2 separate regions of the Mus musculus genome follow, and region 1 is linked to region 2. The links are chromatin contacts, called in public promoter capture Hi-C maps. All regions are on one chromosome and are shown on one strand. Each heading gives the region's core, a stretch centred on a gene start, on an enhancer-like site or on the middle of the called end of the contact. The rest is flanking DNA. Distances are from core to core; before and after follow the strand shown. Region 1 holds the start of Bco1 (beta-carotene oxygenase 1). Region 2 overlaps Plcg2 (phospholipase C, gamma 2).

Region 1 (3,191 bases), core at 588-3,087, 420 kb after region 2:
GCCAGGCTCTTACCATCTCTGATGGAGAAACTGTGGAGAAGGGCCAGGCCATCAAACCAATGGTTGTACTTGCTCTCTCCCACTGTGTGCATCCCGGGCCCGTTTCGGAGCAGGGTCCCCTGCAGCCATGCTGGAATGCTGCCTGTGGAAGGATAAACTGTTTAGTTGCCAGATTCCATGGCCAGACTGAAAAGTCTCGGAAAGAAAGGGGTGGGGGTGGGGGGATGGAATGTGGGAGGGTCATAAAAAAGGAACTAAGTGCACGGAATATACTATTCATTATCTGTCCGTGTATTCCACGGTCCTATCTAGAAAAGGTATAATAGGGCAGGCAGTTTGCTAGCACTGAAGAGGACCAAGGAGGACAGACGCTGTCCCTACTCTGAAGTCGCCCGCTGTCCATTAAGAGATGGACAAATAGGCTCTCCAAATACATTTTGCCAGAAGCAGCGCTGCAGCCCTGAGCTGTGCAGAACAGAAGTGCCTTGCCTGGCTAAGAGCTGGGAAGCAGTGGCTTTCTGGAGGTGACAGGCAGAGTCTTGAGGGAGAACGTTTGCTTCACCACATGAGAGAATATTCTAGAGGCTGGGGAGATGGTTCGGTGGATAAAGTGCTTACCACACAAGCAGGAGGTCCTGAGCTGGCCTTCCAAACCCATGTGACAAAAGGTCAGCCATGAGAGATAACATGGGCTTGTTATCCCAGTGCTGGGGAGGCAGAGGCAGGAGGATTCCTGGGACTTGTTAGTCAGTCTAACTGGTAAGTTCCAGGTTGGTGAGAGGTCTTGCTTCAAGTAATGAGGTGAATGTGGACTTGAGGGTGGCACCTGAGCCTTAGCGTGTTTGAGTTTGAAGGATCACTTTCAGGAGCGCTCTCCATCAACTATCTATGAAGAGAGAGCCACGGGGAGCAAGCTGGTAAGCACCCCCCATGGCCTCTGCATCAGCCCCTGCTTCCAGGTTCCTGCCCTGAGTTCCTGTCCTGACTTCTTAGATGATGAACAGGGATGCAGAGAGTGGAAGCCAAGCCCTTTCCTCCCCCAAGTTGCTTTGTTCAGGGTGTTTTGTCACAGCGATGGTAACCCTGACTGAGAGACATCTATCTTGTCTTACGAAAACTTAAAGAGAGAGGGTTTGGAAAGATGGTGCAGTGCCTAAGAGCACACACTGCTTCCAGTTCCTGAGGGCCTGAGTTCAGTTCCCACTACCCACTGTAATCATAAGTGCCTGAAAGAGGCTTGCAGCCAAGCCTGACAACCTGGGTTCCATCCCTGGGACCGACATGATGGCGAGAAGCAGCTCCTACAAGTTGTCCTCTGGTCTCCCCCACTTGCACCGTGGCTATCGGAGCATTCCCAACACTCCTCTGGAGACAGTGAGAAAGGATTGCTCTCCCCGTGGACACCGAGTTACCGTGTAGAAACATACCCTATTGGTTACAGAGACTGTTTCTGGATACTGGCTCATCCTGTTGCCATATATGGGTTTCCAGGCTTCCAAAAGCAACTTCTAACATGGGGCAGGGGAGGTGGAGGTGGGAGTGGGGGTGAGGGATAAAGGGAGGGGGAGGGGGTGAGGAAAATGCCCATCTAAATACAGAAGTCTCACCTGTCACTTTGGCCTGAACTGGCTCCAGCTGTTCTTTCTTATTCTGGCCAAATATTATCTCCATGGAACCGGTGAGCGGCAGCAAGGGGGTTGTTACTGGAATAGACAAAGCCGTGTGTGCTCAAAGCCTCCTGTCTTCCTGCTCTTTGCTCCTTGACATCATCCTTGGTCCCTGTACACTCCGTCTCTTCCTCTGTGTCCCTTCCCCAAGCTGACCGGTGCTTCTGCCTGCTGCCGGAAGCTGCTGGGTAATTTATACAGTGTGTGTGTGTTAGGTCAAAGGTCAGTTCCCAAGCCATGTGTTACTGCTAATCTTTAATCCCATTAGTGTTTTTCCAACTCCTCCGCTCTGATTTCACTTTTAGCTTAGCCAAGGAAGGCTCCGCTCTGAGTCGGAAGAGATGATTTGGCGCGTTCTGCTGAGTTTGCCCGAGCTAGCCCATCCTGAGAACTGGATGCATTTATGGTTAGAGCAGAGAGAACAGCATTTGGGATCAGCAAAGGCTCTTCAAGCGAGGGGACCATCAAAGACATTGACCGCACTATTGCAAGTTGTGGGCTGGTGACATCTTTGCCTTCTGCAAACAGAGAGAGAAGGCTTTGATTTTAACCTGGGGCTTGGTTCGTTCCCACTCTTAAAAAAAATCCTATCAACGGACACTTGATTGGTTTTCTTTTTGGAAGGAGGGCTCAAAGATGTGTCATGTGCCCATTTAAAAAGCAAAGATGGGGAAGACAAAGACTTGGCTTTTTCGGGAACCAAAGAACAATTAAAACACAAAACAACGTCAGGGCCTGTGCACAAGCGAGGCTTTGAATTCTGCCCAGAGCACCCGAATGAATTCCAGAGCTGGGAGGCAGAGACAGGAGGATCCCTGAGGCCTTCTGCATAGCCAGTCCATCGGGAACCCTTCAGTTCAACTCAGACTGATAAGAGGGAGGACCCAAAGACTAAAATCCACACTGCATTTTTGAGAGCATAGGGTGGGAATTGGGGGATTCTCGGTTCCTGCTGCTCGAAGTGACGCCCTCAGCCAGGAGAGCAGCAGAAGGCTTCCACACTCCACCACATATACAGGAATCAAAACACCACAGGACACCTCGTGAATATGTATGATCTCCCTGTCTTATGTAATTAAAGAAATTATAAAACTAAAGATGCTTTGGGATTGGAGACAGGGATCAGTCAGTAGAGTATTCTACTTGCCAAAGAAAGACCCTGAGATCAACTCTCAGGACTCAGGGTTAAAAAAAAGGGTGGGGGAGCCAAGCCAAGCCTGGTGCTGGTACTGCCTGCTGTCTGCTGTCTGCTGTCTGCTGTCTGCTGCCTGCTGCCTGCTGCCTGCTGCCTGCTGCCTGCTGCCTGCTGCCTGCTGCCTGCTGCATGTATACAATCCCAGTACTCAGGAGGTTGAGGCAGGCAGCTCCTTAGCTGATGGCCAACCAGCTTAGCCCCTTGGTGAGTTCAAAAATAAATAGATAAGATGGATGGTACCAGAAAAGGCAACTGCCAAAGTTGTCCTCTGGCCTATAGACAAGCTCACACACACACACACACACACACACACACACACACACACACAC
Region 2 (3,145 bases), core at 195-2,694:
TATACACCTACACACACACACCTACATACACACATATATACACCTACACACAACCTACATACACACATATATACTCCTACACACACACCTACATACACACCTACATACACACATATATACATCCACACACACATACACACACATATACATACATATACATACACATACATACATACACACACACACATGCTAAGTAAATGTAAAAAAAAAAAAAAATTCAGTGGTAGTTTAAGGGACAGAGAAGATGTTCAGTCCGAGCTGGAGGAATGGAGGAATGGGGGGGGGGGGGGGTTATGATCTAACGTCTGCATTTATTAAGCTTCCCCTGTGCACCAGTGAGGACACAGCCACACGGAACCACCCACTCCCGTCAGCTCTCCTTGGCAACTCTGCATGGCCCTGTCTTTGGAACCACATCCCCTCCCCCCCACCCACCTACCTACCCCACCCCCGTCAGAAAGTCGTTCAGGCCTTACTCTATGTGTACAGCATCTTTGCATACTGTCTAAGTTTCAGTTTTGTTGAGGGGGAGTTTCTATTCGCTCACAGATCCCGGCCACAGTCGCTCTGTGAGAGGAGGACCTGAGTGGCAGGAGCTGCAGACAGACAGTTGCACTGTCAGCTCGCTCCATCACACCTTCCCTTTCAGTGCTGGGGTGTGGCCCACCTTCAGAGAAGCCCTTTCCTTCCCAGACCAACCCTCATTGGGTTAACAACAAAAACTCCCCCCACAGGCCAGTGATGTGGCTCAGCAGGTAAAGCTGCCTGCCACCAAGCCTGAGGACCCGAGTTCGATCCCAGAGAGGGGGAGAAAACAAATTCCCCCAAGTCACCCTCTGACCTTTTCACACTTGCCATGGCAGATTTGCATATACACACACACCACACACACACACACACACACACACACACACACAAAACAAATAAAGATGTAATAAAAAAGAATCACATAAAACTAACCATCACGTATGTTCACATATGTACATACATGTACATAGTCATGCCAAAGCCAGAACTCAGGTGCTGTTCTTCAGGAACTACACACCTCGTTTCTCTCCCCTGGAGCTTACCTGATGAAGTTCCCAAGGGGAGATGCCTGGCGGGGAGCGGGATGGAGTGGGATTGCCTACATGCTTGGAAAGGATGCTGATCAGCAAGTCCCAGGAATCCATCTCTGCTCCCCTCCCCAGCGCATGGATAGCAAACATCGTGCCAAACCACCCAACTGTTTCACTTAGATGCTGAGGGCTGCACTTGGATCTTCATGCCTACCCCCACCCGGGACTTCCTGATTTCCCTCAAACCAGACCTCTCGCCCTGAGGAGACTGGAAAAGCATACTACTTCCCAGACCTGACATGTGGAGTGAAAGAAAGGCTGGGCTGGCCGCCTCAGCCACACAGGAAAAGGCTCCAAAGTTCCCCCATCCTCCATTCCATCTAGCTGGTGCTGAGGCAGCCTCCGCAGCCCTCCAGCCAAAAGCAGCCTGCTCAGTCCTGAGGTTTGGCTTGGCGGGCCTGGGCCAGAACAAACAGCCCGCAGGCGGGAAGAAAGCCTTGCCACACCTGACTGCAGCAAGCACAGTTTCTGCTGCTCCACTGCAGGCCTCTAAAGGCTGAAGCCTGCATCCTGGTGAGAGTGGATGATGGGGCGGGAGCGGGACAGAAGCTAGAGTCTCCTTAGGAAAACTGACCACATCATCCAAGCCCACCACACAGCTGTGTTTAGAAATCTATCCAGTGAAAACCACAGAGAATTTGCCTAAGTTTAGCTATTAAAAAAAAAAAAAAGTTCCCAGAAACAATATTTGATATAGGAAAACATGGGATAACATAAAAACCCAAAAAGCAGACACCCGTTGAAGAAACAAACCTTAAACACGGGACTAATTTCAAACAACATGGGAGGAAGACTGATGTAGGGCAGATTCAAACTACCAAAAACTGGAAAGCCAGGTCTAGCAAATGCATTAGTCGAGAGAATTATGTTTAAAGTGTCAGGGAGCTGGGAGAGGCCTCAGCAAATAGAGTTCTTGCCACGGAATCATCTGAAGGATCTGAATTCAGTTATCATCAGATAAGGGTGGGGTGGGGTGGGGTGGGGTTGGGTTGGTGAACGGCCTCTGCCAGGGACAGGGAGACTGGAGGAGCCCTGCTGCTCACAGGCAGCCAGCCTCACTGAATCAGCCAGGTTCAGTGAGAGACTCTGCCTCAAGAAACACAGTAGAAAGTAACTGGGTGGGGGGAGTTGCTGAGGAAATGGCTCAGTGGTTAAGTGCACTGACTGTTCTTCGGAAGGTCCTGAGTTCAAATCCCAGCAACCACATGGTAGCTCACAACCATCCGTAACGAGATCTGATGACCTCTTTTGGGGTGTCTGAAGACAGCTACAGTGTACTTACATATAATAAATAAATAAATCTTAAAAAAAAAGAAAGTAAGGAACTCACCCCCCCCCCAAGTCCAATAAATAAATAAACCCATTCCTCTGACTCCATGCACACGCGCACACACACACACACACACACACACACACACGAACATAAAAAGATTTACTACTAAAGCCTCTAATATGTACATTAAAAATATCCCCAGACACAGAACAAAATGCAAATTGTTTGAGGGCTACATATTACAGGGTTTTTTGTTTTTGTTTTTGTTTTGTTTTGTTTTTCATAGACAAAATACGTGTTTGTTGTCTATTAAAGTTTCCTTTGGATGAGACGGGATGTTACTATGTAGCACTGGCTGACCTGGGACTATGTAGACTAAGCTGGCCTTAAACTTGCCTTGATCTTCCTGCCTCTGCTTCCCAAGGGCTCGGATTACACTACTATGCAGATGGTCACTACTGAATCACCATACGGCTTTTTAGAGGATATGTGCAAGAAAGACCTAGCTGTACTTTTATTTGACTTCATAAGAATAGGAAAGGCTCAAAGCCAGCAGTCCAACTTATCCACACTGGTCAAGAGAACACAGGAGCTTCCATTCTGCTGTAACGAGCAGGTGAAGACACCTCAAGTTGTTTTTTCCTTTTTTTGTTTTTTTTGTTTGTTTGTTTTTTTTTGTTGTTGTTTGTTTTTCGAGACAGGGTTTCTCTGTGTAGCCCTGGCTGTCCTGGAACTCACTCTGTAGACCAGGCTG

Evidence for each region. Promoter capture Hi-C pulls out the DNA fragments that hold promoters and counts their contacts.
Region 1: a contact with region 2 is called in a promoter capture Hi-C map of hippocampal neurons, with 2.7 times the contacts expected there. The contact joins the promoter of Bco1 here to the enhancer-like site in region 2. A contact is called at or near these places in 8 of 39 promoter capture datasets (the HPC-7 cell line, cranial neural crest, embryonic stem cells and 4 more), 2 of 115 datasets of contacts at active chromatin or transcription factors (fetal liver and large pre-B cells) and 3 of 9 other capture datasets (adipose tissue, embryonic stem cells and liver).

The regions. Positions count from the first base shown.
Region 1 is chr8:117,094,511-117,097,701 of GRCm38.p6, reverse strand. It overlaps Bco1 (beta-carotene oxygenase 1), which reads right to left and starts at 1,837. Exons shown (of 11, transcript NM_021486.3): 1 at 1,608-1,837; 2 at 14-142. The coding sequence starts at 1,671.
Region 2 is chr8:117,515,415-117,518,559 of GRCm38.p6, reverse strand. The region is part of intron 2 of Plcg2 (phospholipase C, gamma 2); the gene reads right to left. Among named protein-coding and RNA genes, the nearest start is that of Plcg2, 19 kb to the right of the region's middle. Within about 2 kb of position 1,444, at least 37 of the 459 cell types and tissues checked have an H3K27ac peak or open chromatin away from gene starts, as enhancers often do. A contact at or near this core is called in hippocampal neurons, where this site is marked.